2 separate regions of the Mus musculus genome follow, and region 1 is linked to region 2. Evidence: chromatin contacts called from public HiChIP or PLAC-seq data. All regions are on one chromosome and are shown on one strand. The core of a region is the stretch at or near the end of the contact, and the rest is flanking DNA. Distances in the headings are between cores, read along the strand shown. Region 1 holds the start of Efnb3 (ephrin B3). Region 2 has its middle 21 kb from the start of Tnfsfm13.

The links. HiChIP or PLAC-seq counts read pairs in DNA pulled down with a chosen protein or histone mark.
Region 1: a contact with region 2 is called in an H3K27ac HiChIP or PLAC-seq map of embryonic stem cells, with 9 read pairs. The contact joins the promoter of Efnb3 here to the enhancer-like site in region 2. A contact is called at or near these places in 2 of 39 promoter capture datasets (both in embryonic stem cells), 1 of 15 datasets of contacts at CTCF or cohesin (embryonic stem cells), 4 of 484 Hi-C or Micro-C datasets (Sertoli cells and embryonic stem cells), 4 of 115 datasets of contacts at active chromatin or transcription factors (all in embryonic stem cells) and 2 of 9 other capture datasets (adipose tissue and liver).

Annotation. Positions count from the first base shown.
Region 1 is chr11:69,557,624-69,564,374 of GRCm38.p6, reverse strand. It overlaps Efnb3 (ephrin B3), which reads left to right and starts at 4,138. Exons shown (of 5, transcript NM_007911.5): 1 at 4,138-4,683. The coding sequence starts at 4,562. It overlaps Wrap53 (WD repeat containing, antisense to Trp53), which reads left to right. Exons shown (of 10, transcript NM_144824.3): 4 at 428-516; 5 at 738-828; 6 at 939-1,071; 7 at 1,518-1,726; 8 at 1,878-1,981; 9 at 2,116-2,253; 10 at 2,356-2,621. The coding sequence ends at 2,596.
Region 2 is chr11:69,713,499-69,720,639 of GRCm38.p6, reverse strand. No RefSeq gene overlaps it. Among named protein-coding and RNA genes, the nearest start is that of Tnfsfm13, 21 kb to the right of the region's middle. Within about 2 kb of position 4,954, at least 75 of the 459 cell types and tissues checked have an H3K27ac peak or open chromatin away from gene starts, as enhancers often do. A contact at or near this core is called in Sertoli cells, adipose tissue, embryonic stem cells and 1 more, where this site is marked.

The DNA of each region.
Region 1 (6,751 bases), core at 2,889-5,388, 160 kb after region 2:
AGGCAGGTGTTGTACCACTGAGGTATGGCCACAGCCCTCATTTTGCTTTTGAAGTGTTTGTGTGTTGGCTGAGAATGTGGCCTGCTTAGTGGAGTCCCTGTCTCACAAGTGTGAAGCCCTTGGTTCCTTCTCCAGCCAGGCAGAAGCAGGCTAAGATGACCCTGATTGGTTCATTGTCTTTGGATTAGGGTATTATTTGTATCTTCTATATGAGTGTTTAAAAAAATGATGAATCTGCTGCCTTTTGGTGGCCCAAGTCTGGCAGTAGTGCCTGAGTTAAATGTTAGGGTGGTAAGAGTTGCGTTCTTTGAGCCCCGCGTGCTCTTTCCTACCTGGATAGTCTCCCCCTGGGCCTTAGCTCTCCCCAGGGAGGGTGTACAAGTTTTTCTCCTGCCGGTGACCCCAGCATTCCCACATCTCTGTCCAGGTTCCTGTCCTTCGAATGGTGGAGGGCGACACCATCTATGATTACTGCTGGTATTCTCTGATGTCCTCCACCCAGCCAGACACCTCCTAGTAAGTGGTAATGACCCTCCTGTGCACTTCACCGAGGTCCCTTCCCATTATCTCCTTACCCAGCCCACACACCCAGTTTCAAGAAGGGCTCCTGGGAGGGAGGCAGGGAGGGAGGGAGGGAGGAGGCGCGAAGTGTGTCCCCTGACAGAAGCTGAGAGGGCTGGGCACTTGGTTCCCTTTTGACAGTCAGAGCCAGGTCTGAGCATCCGTGTTTCCCTCAGTGTGGCCAGCAGCAGCCGGGAGAACCCGATTCACATCTGGGATGCATTCACTGGAGAACTACGGGCTTCCTTTCGCGCTTACAACCACCTGGTACTGACTTCCCTGTCCTGTCCAGCCCTGTGCTCGCCGTGGCCCAGCCCTCCTCCTTGGCAGACAACTGAAACTTTGCAGGCCTGTCTCCAGCCCTCTCTCGCTCCTAGGATGAGTTGACAGCAGCCCACTCGCTCTGTTTCTCCCCGGATGGTTCCCAACTCTTCTGTGGCTTCAACCGGACTGTGCGTGTCTTTTCCACATCCAGACCTGGCAGAGACTGTGAGGTGCGAGCCACATTTGGTAAGCCTCCAAGGTGTGGGAGATGAAAGAGTAGCTCCTGTGGGGGGGGCCTCGAGTGAGCTTGGGTACCTGTTGACAGTACAAGCCTGGTAGGCACAAGTCCATCCGAAGGAGACAGCAGCCTCCGGGCATAGAGGGAGCCCTCCCCAGGCTCTTCTGTTGGGTTAGACAGGCATTGTACCACTGAACTTTAGAAAGTTGAAGGGGAAGGAGAGTCCCATTTCCTGTAGGCCTTTAGCTCTTCATCCCTTCCAGGAAAAGTGGGATGTGAGAGGGAAGAAGGGCGCTAGGCTCTTTAGGGAACTGAGTGACCCGGGAACCATACGAGATCGTCAGATTGCTTGTGACAAACATGGCGGCGGATTGAGTCCCAGCATGTCGGTGGAGGGTGGAGGCCATTAGCTAGGTAACGCCCTGTACTAACTGTTCTCTTGTTTCCTCCACAGCCAAAAAGCAGGGCCAGAGCGGTATCATCTCCTGTATAGCCTTCAGTCCATCCCAGCCCCTCTATGCCTGTGGCTCCTACGGCCGCACCATAGGCCTGTATGCCTGGGATGATGGTTCGCCTCTTGCCTTGCTGGGAGGCCACCAAGGGGGTATCACCCACCTTTGCTTTCACCCTGATGGCAATCTCTTCTTCTCGGGAGCCCGAAAGGTATTGGTCAGAGCCCAAAGCATGTGGGTAGTCAGGAGTGGGGATGTTGTCTGTAACGTGTTAAAATGTGCCAAGTTTGAGGGACTCAGGGAGGCTGAGGTGGAGTCAGCAGAGAGAGTGGCTGACTCCAGACCCCTGTTCTTATCTTTAGGATGCTGAACTTCTGTGCTGGGATCTCCGGCAGCCAGGCCACCTCCTGTGGTCTCTGAGTCGGGAAGTGACCACTAATCAGCGCATCTACTTTGATCTGGACCCGTAAGTGGCTCTGGCCCCTTCCAGGCTCAAGCAAGGATGTCAGAATGCTGCCGTAGGGGTCTAGGCCACTACATAGGAATGGCTTCTACCCCAAGGGTCATGCCTGTCTGCTACAAATCTCCCGTCTTTCCCAGGAGCGGTCAGTTCCTAGTGAGCGGCAACACCAGTGGAGTTGTCTCTGTGTGGGATATCAGTGGAGCTCTTAGTGACGACAGCAAGCTGGAACCCGTGGTGACTTTTCTGCCTCAGAAGGACTGCACCAACGGAGTCAGGTCCTCATTCCCTGAAGGAGCTTGGGGCTAGGGTTTGGGAGGAAGGTGGGTTTCTTGGGTATTATCTTGAACTAGGTGCTGACCGACTGCTCTCTTCTCCAGCCTTCACCCTACCTTGCCTCTACTGGCCACTGCTTCTGGCCAGCGCGTGTTCCCTGAGCCCACCAATAGCGGGGATGAAGGTGAGCTGGAGCTGGAGCTTCCTCTGCTCTCCCTGTGCCACGCCCATCCCGAATGTCAGCTTCAGCTCTGGTGGTGTGGAGGGGGACCTGACCCCAGTAGCCCTGTTGACGACCAGGATGAAAAGGGACAAAGAAGGACAGAGGCTGTGGGGATGAGTTAATATAAAGACTTTGTGTCACACTGGAGTCATTGTGTCTGTTCGGGGTGGCACGTGACTGGTGGTAGTAGGTTCCTTTGTCCGGCATCTGTGGGGTCTGGCATATTGTTCCCAAAACCAAGGGGCTGAGGGGTGGGACCAGGCAGGAGCCAATGAGGTGCTGAGCATGGTGTGAAGTCAAGCAGGTGGGGGTGGGGTCTCATGCCATTGACTGTGTGGTTGCTAGGCAACTTGGTAAACTGAGGAGCAAACCTGTTTAAAATCTCACTCCTGAGGTGGCTGCATCAGGGGTCAGAGTGAGCTGGCCTGAGCAGGGGTGGCAGACGATTGAGTGTGACTGTGAGACTAAGCAGACAGTGACAGACAGACAAGTCAGTGCTGATGGCTGCACACCGCCCTGTTTACTATCATGCAGCTGCAGAAGAGAAGGGTGCAAGACACGGTGTCCCACTGCACCCCAGTAGGCAAAGGAAGGACACACAGGAAGGAGCAAACAGAAAAACAGCTGCTTCTTATTGGACTCCCTCTAGACTGCGGCGCACGCTCGGGCAAGGGGCTTGCTCGGTAGTTCTTCGTGCTTCTCCATCTGTCCACTCTCCCTCCTCCCCACACACCTTGTCAAATACCCAGAATGAGAGTCTTTGAAGAGATGCTGTCAACGGGGCCATGGTGGGGACCACAGTCAAAGGGAAAGGAGCAGCCTGTGGAGGATTGGGCTGGAAGGAGAGGAATGTCGCCCCTGCCGGGAGGTGCTGAAAGCCTTGCTTCTTACACCCAAGAAGGCAGCTCCTCCCTTCCCCCAGGATAATTGGAAACAGCCTTTCCTGTGGATTGCTGCTTTGGGGTTATAGGTACCCCCTTTCCTCTCCCAGTCATACTTTTCTCCGTGATCACCCAAGAAGGGCCAAAATTTACTACTCCCTGGTCTCTTCGTCTAATCCACAGAAAACAGTAAAGGGTCCAAGAAACCGTGACAAAATGAACCCCAGGAAAGGGGGAGTTCAGCAGCCTAGATTGTGTCTTCGGGGTTTTCCTAAACTCCCCGTGTGACCTTGGGCAAGTCACGGGGTCCCCTCTCAACCTGGATAGCTCTACCCCCTCCCACTTCACACAGGTAGCCCATCAACTTAGCGTTACTTTGTGAAGTGCCTAGCCTTCAAGGTTATCATTATCCTCTCCAGACCGCCTGGAAAGCCGCGGTGTTGTTTTGGAATGGGAGAGGAGTAGGCTGCGGGGAGCAAAGGGGGAAGGTTTTTTCGGGGTGGAGAGGGCAAGAGCCTTTCTGGATGCTAGCGAGGAAGATTCCAAACGCTCGGGCAATCGGAGGGCAGGAAGGAAAGCAAGTAGAAACTCAGCCAGAGACGGACACTGCCAGAGACAAAGGGGGCGTGAGAGACCGCGCCGGGCAGCGAGGCGGGGTGGCGGACGGGAGGTGTGCGAGGTGAGGGAGGTGTGGGGGGCGTGGGCCGCGGGATGCGACGCCCGCTCCGACTGTGCTCCAGCTCCGGTTTTTCCCTCCACCATGCTCTCCCCCTCCCCGCCTCTCCTTTAACTCCCCCCTCCTGGGCTCGGGACTGGTTTCCTCCCTTAGCCCGCTGCCCTCAATCCCGGCGAGGCTGGGGCTCCAGCTCGGTGTCTCCTTCTTCGCTCCCTTGCCCGGCGCCTCATGTTGCCCCCGCCCGGCCCTCGGCTCCCCATGTCCCCCACGTAGCGGGGCGCACAAATCCCGAGGTGCGGCGCGTGGGCCGGGGGCGCGTAAGGCGCCTGCAGACGGCCCCTGCAAGGGTTCTTGTGGGGCTGAGCGCTCTGGAGCCGGGGAGCAAGCATCGCAGAAAAGAGGGTCCTTGTGGGAGCTGGGGGTGACTAGCCACCCACCAGGGTGACTGGGGTTCCACAGCGTGGTAGCCACCCCTGGGGGTGAGAGACTTTGGGGGAGTTGGTGCCCCGCCCCCAGGCCTTGGTAGGGTCATGGGGGCCCCCCATTTTGGGCCAGGGGGTGTGCAAGTCGGGGCCCTGCTGCTGTTAGGTTTTGCGGGGCTGGTATCTGGACTCAGCCTGGAGCCTGTCTACTGGAACTCGGCGAATAAGAGGTGAGTGGTTGGGACTGAGGAGATTCCAGTCCCATGGATAAGGGATATGGAAGCTTTGAGACTAACCGGGCTAGGATTCTGAGCTGAGAGGGGGCTGGCAGAAGGGTGCTTGCTGTAGCGCTGAGGTGAGGTGACAGGTTACAAGACAGAGCAATGATCTTGAGAGCCAGACTCCTAGTCTCACAGAGCTGGTTGTGGGTGGTGATACCATGTGTCAGGAGTTGGGAGATCTTAAAGGGGCAAAGATAAAGTTCACGGGCAGGGGGAGGGCAATGGAGTGGCTATTTGGCTCTGGAGGAGACCTGTGTCATCTGCGTTGAAGGGAGCCTGGTTAATGTCAGCTCTCGGGAGAGAGGTGCTGAATGGGTGCTGCTGAGGCACTGAGGAGAAGGGCAGGGACACCTAGCTCCCAGGAGGCACTCGGTGTTGCAGATGAGGGGGAAGGGGGTTCAGTTTGGGGCTATAGAACAACCCACCCAAGGTTCCTTGACTCTCAGTCTGTGTTCCCAACTGGTGTTCACAGCCAGAGGACTAGTTGACCCTTTGGTTGAACAGTTTGGCAACTAGAACATGGTCCTGTCTTCCTGGTTTGGTGGACTCTTTCTGGAGGCCCCTCAAAGCCCCCTCCTTCTCTCCTGCCACTGGGAGTCCTGAGGGTGCCACTGGCCTCTCCAGTCATCTTGACCGACCGCAAACTCTCCCATCGGGGACTCCGGTCCCTGACATGCTAGCTTTGCTTGGAAAGAGGCCAAGGGTCAGTCAGTCACACAGGGCAGACAGAACCTCTGGGAGGCCATCTAAGTGATTTGTCTCCATGACATTTCCTATCCCCACCAGCCCAAGAGTTCTGTGTTTCAGAAACTTCCTCCTTCGCTGGGGCGGTTGTGAGAGGTCATGGGAGGGGGGAGTGGACCTGAGACTTTATCAGGCACTTGGTCTTAACACTAGCCCTGCTCTTTGCAGAAAGCTGTGTGGTCTTAGGCATGTCACTTAACCTCTCTGAGTTTGTATCTTCAGTCCTTACAGCTGTTATGAGGATTGGAGGCAAGGTATTTGGACATATTATGTACTCATTCATGAAAGGAGAGGTAGGATTGGTTTTTTTGTTTGTTTGTTTGTTTCTGTTTTTTTGCTTCCTGGCTTTCCTGCCCTATTCCAATCTTGGTACCTCCTCTCCCTCCTATATCTCAGTGGGAATAGTCAATCACAAGTTCTCCCACCTGCCAGCAACTCCTGGCTGCAGTTTTGAGCACTAAGTATACCTTGAGGATATAAATGGGCTATCCTGTTAGGGTTGAGAGAGACAAGGCGTTGGGGCTTTCTGAGGTTCTTTTGGGTATTGGGTGGGAGCTGGTCAGTACGAATCTGGGAAGATGCTGGGCAACAGCTTTGTGGAACCGGGTTTCAACTGTGGATGCACAGGCAGGGGCTTGCTGTGGTAGGCAGGTTGTGGCTGTGCTGGGCCCATCCATTCCCTGGCTAACTGGGCATGGAGATGCTGCTAGTAGTTTGTGTCAGCTGTAGTGACAGAAGCCAACTACTTCAATTCCTCAACTGGAGAACACTTTCCTCAGAAAGTTTAAGCCCCAAGGTGGAACGCAGGAAGAATGATCAGAGTGATTGGCATCTATGCGTCCATTCTCATCAGCCCCATTTTGGTCATTGCCAAACTAGCATTTACTTCATGTCTCATTAACTGACTAACTTGGATCCCAGATCCCAGCCCCACCACCACCACCCCAACCTATACCTTGCCCCCTTTGCCCTGAAATTCAGTGGTGGCCTGGAGGAGGGGGAGGTTCCATCCCCATGGTTGAATGCCATGGAATAGTGAAATCACCTGGGAGGGGTAGGCTGTGTGGTTCCAGAGAGGCCAGCTCCTTGGTAACTGGCATCCTGTTGCCATGGCAACGGCACCGGTGATGGAGCGGGAGATGGCAGTGTGCATGTGGTGAGGGCGGGCTGAAGAGTGCATTTGGGCACACCAAGGGGCAAGAGACCTCTGAGCCTGGCTTCCTGCTGCTTCTGATGTGAGCTTGCAGAGCCCTTAGTTCCCGGGCTTACTGAA
Region 2 (7,141 bases), core at 3,705-6,204:
TTGGAATAGGAGTTACAGAGCGTTGTGAGCTGCCCAGTGGGTGCCGAGAACTAAATTTAGGTGCTTTTAACCTCTGGGCCACTTTTCCAGTCCCTAAAATACTGATCTTAGAGTTACAAATACATTTTAGAAAGTAGGCAGATTAGCCGGGCATGGTGGTGCACGCCTTTAATCCCAGCACTTGGGAGGCAGAGGCAGGTGGATTTCTGAGTTCGAGGCCAGCCTGGTCTACAGAGTGAGTTCCCGGACAGCCAGGGCTACACAGAGAAACCCTGTCTCGAAAAAAAGAAAAAGAAAAAAAAAAAAGAAAGTAGGCAGATTTGCAAAGACGAATCTGCAAGTGAAGGGGTAGGGTAACCTGTGTGTGGCTCTCGGTCTTCATTTCTCCCTCGCCCTTTGTGTTGTTTGAGACACATGCCTTGAACTCCTGAGCCTCTAACCTCCCTGGCTGGCGTTAGAATTATAAGCAGTGTGTAAGTATTGGAGACAGTGTGCAAGCACACTCTGCTTTTTGTTGATGTGGTAATGGAGATTTTAGTTCATTTTCAGGCAAGATTTCACTAAGTTTCAGGAAGGCCTTGAAGCCTTGCTCTGAAACCCTTTCTGGTCCCGAACCTGACGTTCCAGCATCAGCCTCCGGAGAGACTCGGATTTCAGGCTGCAAGCCCGAGCTCCTTTTGCTTGGTTTTCCGAGACAGGGTTTCTCTGTGTAGCCCTGGCTGTACTGGAACTCACTTTGTAGACCAAACTAGCTTCGAAACTCAGAGATCTGCCTACCTCGGGATCCTCTCTCTCTCTCTCTCTCTCTCTCTCTCTCTCTCTCTCTCTCTCTCTTTCTCTTCCTCTCTCTCTCTCTCTCTCTCTCTCTCTCTCTCTCTCTTTCTCTTCCTCTCTCTCTCTCTCTCTCAATTTTATTTTATTATTTAATTTTATTATTTTACATGTATGGATTTTTGCCTGCATGTATAGCTGTGCACGTATATGCATTTCCAGCAGGGGCCTGAAGAGGGCGTCGGAACCTTTGGAATTGGGTGTTACAGATGGCTATGACTAGCAGAGCGAATGCTGGGAATTAAATCCTGGTCCTTCGGAAGAGCCCCAGTTCTCTTAATGAACGGGCCATCTCTCCAATTCTAGCTAGCACTGTTTGTTTGTTTATTGCTACTGGTGGTGATACTGCTGTGTTTTGAAACAGGGACTCAGGGCTGGTGAGATGGCTCAGCGGGTAAGAGCACTGACTGCTTTCCTGAAGGTCCTGAGTTCAATTCCCAGCAACCACATGGTGGCTCACAAACATCCGTAATGAGATCTGACACCCTTTTCTTGTGTGTCTGAAGACAGCTACAGTGTACTTATTTATAATAAATAAATCTTTGTGCTGGAGCGAACAAGGCCAGAGCGAGTAGAGGTCCTAAATTCAATTCCCAATAACTACATGAAGGCTCACAACCAAAAGAAGAAGAAGAAGGAGAAGGAAGAAGAAAAGAAACAAGGATTCACTAGGTATCCCTGCCTGGCCTGTAATTCATTGGTGTAGAACAGGTTAGCCTTGAATTCAGAGATCAGCCCACTTCTGCTTACTGGATGCTGGGATTAAAGGTGTGTGCGCCACCATGCCCAGCTGATTGGGATAATTTTGATTTTGAAGCCAGCCTTCTTCCTCGTCTTCGTCTTCCCCCTACCCCTCGGGAGAGGGGGTGGGGCAGGCCAAGTTACAGACTAACCATGCACCATTCTGCTGAGCCCAGGCCAGTCTGTGACCTTTGATAATGGGTTTTCCCGCCTTTTAAATTGAGTCCCAGCCCTATGTGTTGCCCCTCCCCGGCGGCTTCCCTTGCTGCAGAGACGCGGGCGGCGAGGGAGGGAGCGGGCGGGCGGTCTGACTCTCTTTAGCTGCTCTTGAGACCTTCTTTTCTTGTGCCTCTTTTCTATTCTTTCCCTTAGCTTTCCTGACACGTGGCAGGCTCTGGAGTACCAGAAGATTTCAGCAATTCTGAAGAAATAAATTTCTTTCCAGTCTATCACCTGCTTTGAGTTCTGATAAGCTGTAGAATCCTCCATGTCTTTTTTAATTTTTTTTTTTTTTTGAGACAGGGTTTCTTTTTGTAGCTCTGGCTGTCCTGGAACTGGCTCTGTCGATCAGGCTGGCCTCGATCTCCTCCTGCCTCTGCCAGTGCTGGGATTAAAGGTGGCAAGGTGGCGTTCTGGACATCTTCAAGTCTGTCCCTTGAGTCACTATATTCTTTAGCTGGGACGTCACCTGTCTTAGTTTATCCACTGAGTTAATTCCAATTCATATACACATACTCATACACACGCACGCACACAACACACCCTCACACACATCCACACATTAAAACCTTAACGTGTTATTAAAATGTGTCTGTATATTGATTTACCTGCTTGCCCAGTCTAAACACTTCTCTCCTGCCTGTGCGTTGTGTCATGCCTCTGGCTTGCTTTGCCAACCTGTGGGTTTAGGCTAGACAATACTGTGAGAAGAGACCACCTGGAGTGGATCTGTGTCCTATGGGGCAGACTTTACTCTGCTTGAGATTGGGGGCAGCTGGGCCTGGACGCTTGCTGGTGACAGTTACAGATGCAGGGACAAAGCCCAACCATCGTGAAGGATGGGGATAGAAGTTAGTGAACAGGAAAAAAAAATTCATTGGAAATGTAAATGAGCTAAATACCTAATAAAAAATGGAAAAAAAATTCTATTCCTCTTACGTCCAAATGAACGTGGTACTTCCCACACCTGCCACCCAGCACCTGGAAGGTATAAGCAAGAGAGTCAGGAGTTCAAGGTTAGCCTCTACTACTTACCAAGTGCAAGGCCAGCCTGGTCTACAGGAGATAGATCCTGGTTTAGACTTCATTGTTTTATCTGTGTGAGTGCATGTAGGTGTGTGTACCACCACATGCGTGCAGTGTTCATGGAGGCCAGAAGAGAGGGTCAGGTGCTCTGGGACTGGAGCTATGGATGATTGCGAGACATCTCACAGGTTCTCAGAATTGATCCTGCATTTGTATCCTCGGCAAGAGCAACAAGTGCTCTAAATTGTTGAGCCATCTCTCAGCCCAATTTACAAAACAACAACAACAAAACAACTTATGGTGAAAAATAGTTTAATTTTTCTTCTTTTTTAGAATTAAAAAAAATACTTATTTTATTTATATGAGTACACTGCAGCTATCTTCAGACACACCAGAAGAGGGCATCAGATCCCATTACAGATGTGGTTGCTGGGATTTGAACTCAGGACCTCTGGAAGAGCAGTGCTCTTAACCACTGAGCCATCTCTCCAGCTCCTTTTTTAGAATTTTTATTTTGAGAAAGGGTCCCACCACTACTACTATGGGTCTTTAGGTTATGACCTCATGCTGTCTGTGTCTCCAGTGACTAGGATGACTGACCTGCACTAAGCCTGGTAACAGATGTCTTTATCAGAGGCGCCCCCTGTGCCTGGTCCCAGTGAGCAGCAGTGCGGCACAGCCTTGGTAGCTCTGCACTGTCTCTCAGCTTGTGCCCGGTGCCTGGGTGGCTTGTAGCTTTTACTTGTGAGCTGTTCTTGGCCTCTGAACCTGGTCTGTGGGGAAATCTTTGATCCCTCCGCCTGAGCACACCACCTCCAGAGAGAGCTTGCCTTGCTAGTTGAGGCTTGTTTCACTGCCAACCCCAGGACCCTAGAATGTCTTCCCTCAGAAGACATTCACTTTTCTCCAGAGTCAAGACAAGCTCTTCTTCCCCTTGCCCCCCATATCTTCTTTGATGAAATGGGTTTTTGTTGTTTTGTGTTTTTGGGGCGTGTTTTTGTTTTGTTTTGTTTTTGTTTGTTTTTCAAGACAAGGTTTCTCTGTATAGCCCTGGCTGTCCTAGAACTCACTTTGTAGACCAGGCTGGCCTCGAACTCAGAAATCTGCCTGCCTCTGCCTCCCAAGTGCTGGGATTAAAGGCATGCGCCACCATCACCTGGCTTCTTTCCCTTTTTTAAGACACTCTTCCATCTCTCTCTCTCTCTCTCTCTCTCTCTCTCTCACACACACACACACACACACACACACACACACACACATCCTGGCAAAATATTCATACACATTAAAAAAGCTAAAAAGTTAAATAGATAAATAGCCCCTTGCCAGACACTTGGGAGGCAAAGACAGACAGGTCTCTGTGAGTTCAAGGCCAGGTTGATGCACAGAGTGAGTTCCAGGACAGCCCAGGGGTACACAGAGAGACTCTTGTCTTGAGATAACAGAAACAACAGCAAATAGTTTATTTAAAGAGAGTCTGGCAGGGTAATAAATTAGGAAGTAAAGGTAGCCAGAGATGGCCGTAAATCACAGCTCTGCCTGCTTTCAGTACAGAAGGCTCACTGTGAGCTGGACGAAGCAGTCATCTACACTTCACAGGATTGTTTCACAGCCTGAATACTACTGCTACGATCTATTGATCAAATCATCCTGTCAACTGTGATTCAAGTCCAGAGACAACTCCATCTCTGTGGGAGGAGGAGCTGACCAGGGAAACCATGGTAACAAGAGCTTGAGTCAACTGGTCACCCTCTAGCTGCAGATAAGAAACAGATTGCTAAAGAATGCTGGCACCCACGTGTTTTCCTTTGCTTCCCGTCCTCCTCCTCTTGATTTTGAAACAAGGTTGACTATGTAGCTCTGGAAATACTAAAACTTGCTCTGTATATCAGATTGGCCTTGAACTCAGAGATCCACCAGTGCTAGGATTAGAAGTCATGTACTGCCACTCAAAACCAAAAACCTGATCCTGACGCTTATTGTGTCTTACTCTGAACTTAATGACAGACACAAGTACAGAACAAGTCACGGAAAGTTTTTATTTCATATTTATCTTACGTGTATGAATGTTTTGCCTGCTTGTCTGTATGTGCACCACACTCATGCAGTACCAGTAGGAGCCAGAAGAGGGCGTCATATGCCCAGGATTGGAGTTACGGATGCTTGCGAGCCGCCATGCTGGTGCTGGAATCCGACCCTGGCCCTCACTCAGCAAGGGCAGCAAATGCTCTTAACTGCTATGCAGTCTCTCCAGCCCATTCAAGCCTCAGAGCTTTATGTGCCTCAGCCGCTTGGAAGCTCTCCAAAGAACTTACAAACTGTGTGAACATAGAAAATGGGAATGGCAGCTGGGCGTGGTGGTAATGCCTTTAATCACAGCACTCCGTAGGCAGAGGCAGGCTGATTTCTGAGTTCAAGGCCAGCCTGGTCTACAGAGTGAGTTCCAGGACAGCCCGGGCTACACAGAGAAACCCTGTCTTGAAAAAAACAAAAACAAAAACGAAAGAGAGAAAATGAGAATGGAGGCTGGCGGTCTGTGAGTATCCCTTTGGCATGGCCTGCACATGTCCCTTGCCCCGTCATTCAAAGTTCACATACCACCTGCGGCCCCTCCAGGGTGTGTGAGTTCTTCATTGCAACGCATCTTGGTGTGCCGGGGGTCCTTCACTGCTTTAGTGGCAAAAGTACCAAACCTCCATGGCCTCCCAGATAAGCCTTACTTTCCTAAGACTGAGCCCGGGGCTCAGTTTCAAGGTCAAGCCTCATTACCTCACCAGCTTCCCTGCAAAGAGAGCATCAGCCTGCATGCCGGGTGTTTCTGAGGACCCTCATGACTCACAGCCTAGGACCCTTAGGTGTCTACCTCGTCTACCTCGCTCCTTTGAGAGGACAGACTGAAGAAGTTGGCTTTTTTGTTTTGGTTTGTTTTCTTTGTTTTTGGTTTTGTTTTGTTTTGTTGCTGTGATCCCGACGCCAAGGTGAGGACTCGGGCTCTAGAGCAGAGCTCCGGAGTTAATCAAAGACAGCTGGGCAGTCACGCGCCACCAGCTCTGGCTTATTAGTGGGAAGATCAAGGCAGATATGCAGAGCCCTGACCCTCACGTGAGACAATAGTGACCTCGTAGGCCCTCAGACAGGTGCTGACTTCTGGCTTTGCTTTCTTTTCTCATTGTCTGGTATTCATTCTCTCTCTCTCTCTCTCTCTCTCTCTCTCTCTCTCTCTCTCTCTCTCTCTCTCAGATTAGATTTAAAGCCCCTTCCTCTCTCCCTTTCTTTCTTTTTAAAATTTTATTTTACACATGTGGCTGTTTTGTCAGTATGTATGTATGTGTACCACAAGTGTGTCAGGGTGAGAAAAGGGTGTTGGATCACCCCTAAAACTGGAGTTATAGACAGTGTGAGCTGCCACCGGAGGGCTAGGAGTCCAGAGCCTCTGGAAGAGCAGCCAGTGCTCCTAACTGCTGGGCCACATCTCCAGCGCCTTTTCTTACTTTTTTCTCTTCTTTTCTTTTCCTTTCTTTTCTTTTCTTTTCTTTTCTTTTCTTTTCTTTTCTTTTCTTTTCTTTTCCTTTCTTTTCTTTTCTTTCTTTCTTTCTTTTTTTTTTTTAAAGAGACCTGTATAAGCCAGGCATGGTGGCACACGCCTTTAATCCCAGCACTTGGGAGGCAGAGGCAGAGGCAGGCAGATTTCTGAGTTCGAGGCTAGCCTGGTCTACAAAGTGAGTTCCAGGACAGCCAGGGCTACACAGAGAAACCTTGTCTGGAAAAAACAAAGAAGGAGGAGAAGAAGAAGAAGAGGAGGAGGAGGAGGAGGAAGAAGAAGAAACTCTTGGATGGGAGAGAGTCCTGCATGTGGTTGGGTCACCTACGGTTTCAGTGTAAAGGCACAAAGTAACCCCCCCCCCCAACAGAGACTCAGTTGAGCTGGCCCATGCCACAGGTCTGTAGGAGGAAGAGCTAGTATTAATCCCACCCAGGGAACATAGAAAATTCTTGTCTCAAAACACCCCCCCCCCCCCAATGATCCGGGCAGTGGTGGTGCATGCCTCTGATCCCAGCATTGGGGGGTGGGGGGGCAGAGGCAGGTGGATTTCTGAGTTCGAGGCCAGCCTGGTCTACAAAGTGAGTTCTAGGACAGCAGGGCTATACAGAGAAACCTTGTCTCGAAAAACAAACAAAAACAAAACAAAAACACGCCCCCAAAACACAAAACAACAAAAAACCGTGGCCATGTCCTCTTTGTCCTCTTTCTGTGGCACCGCCTGAGGATCCAGGATCATCGCTGGCTTCTCCCTCTGCTTCTACCCCCTTCCCTTGGGCAGTCAAT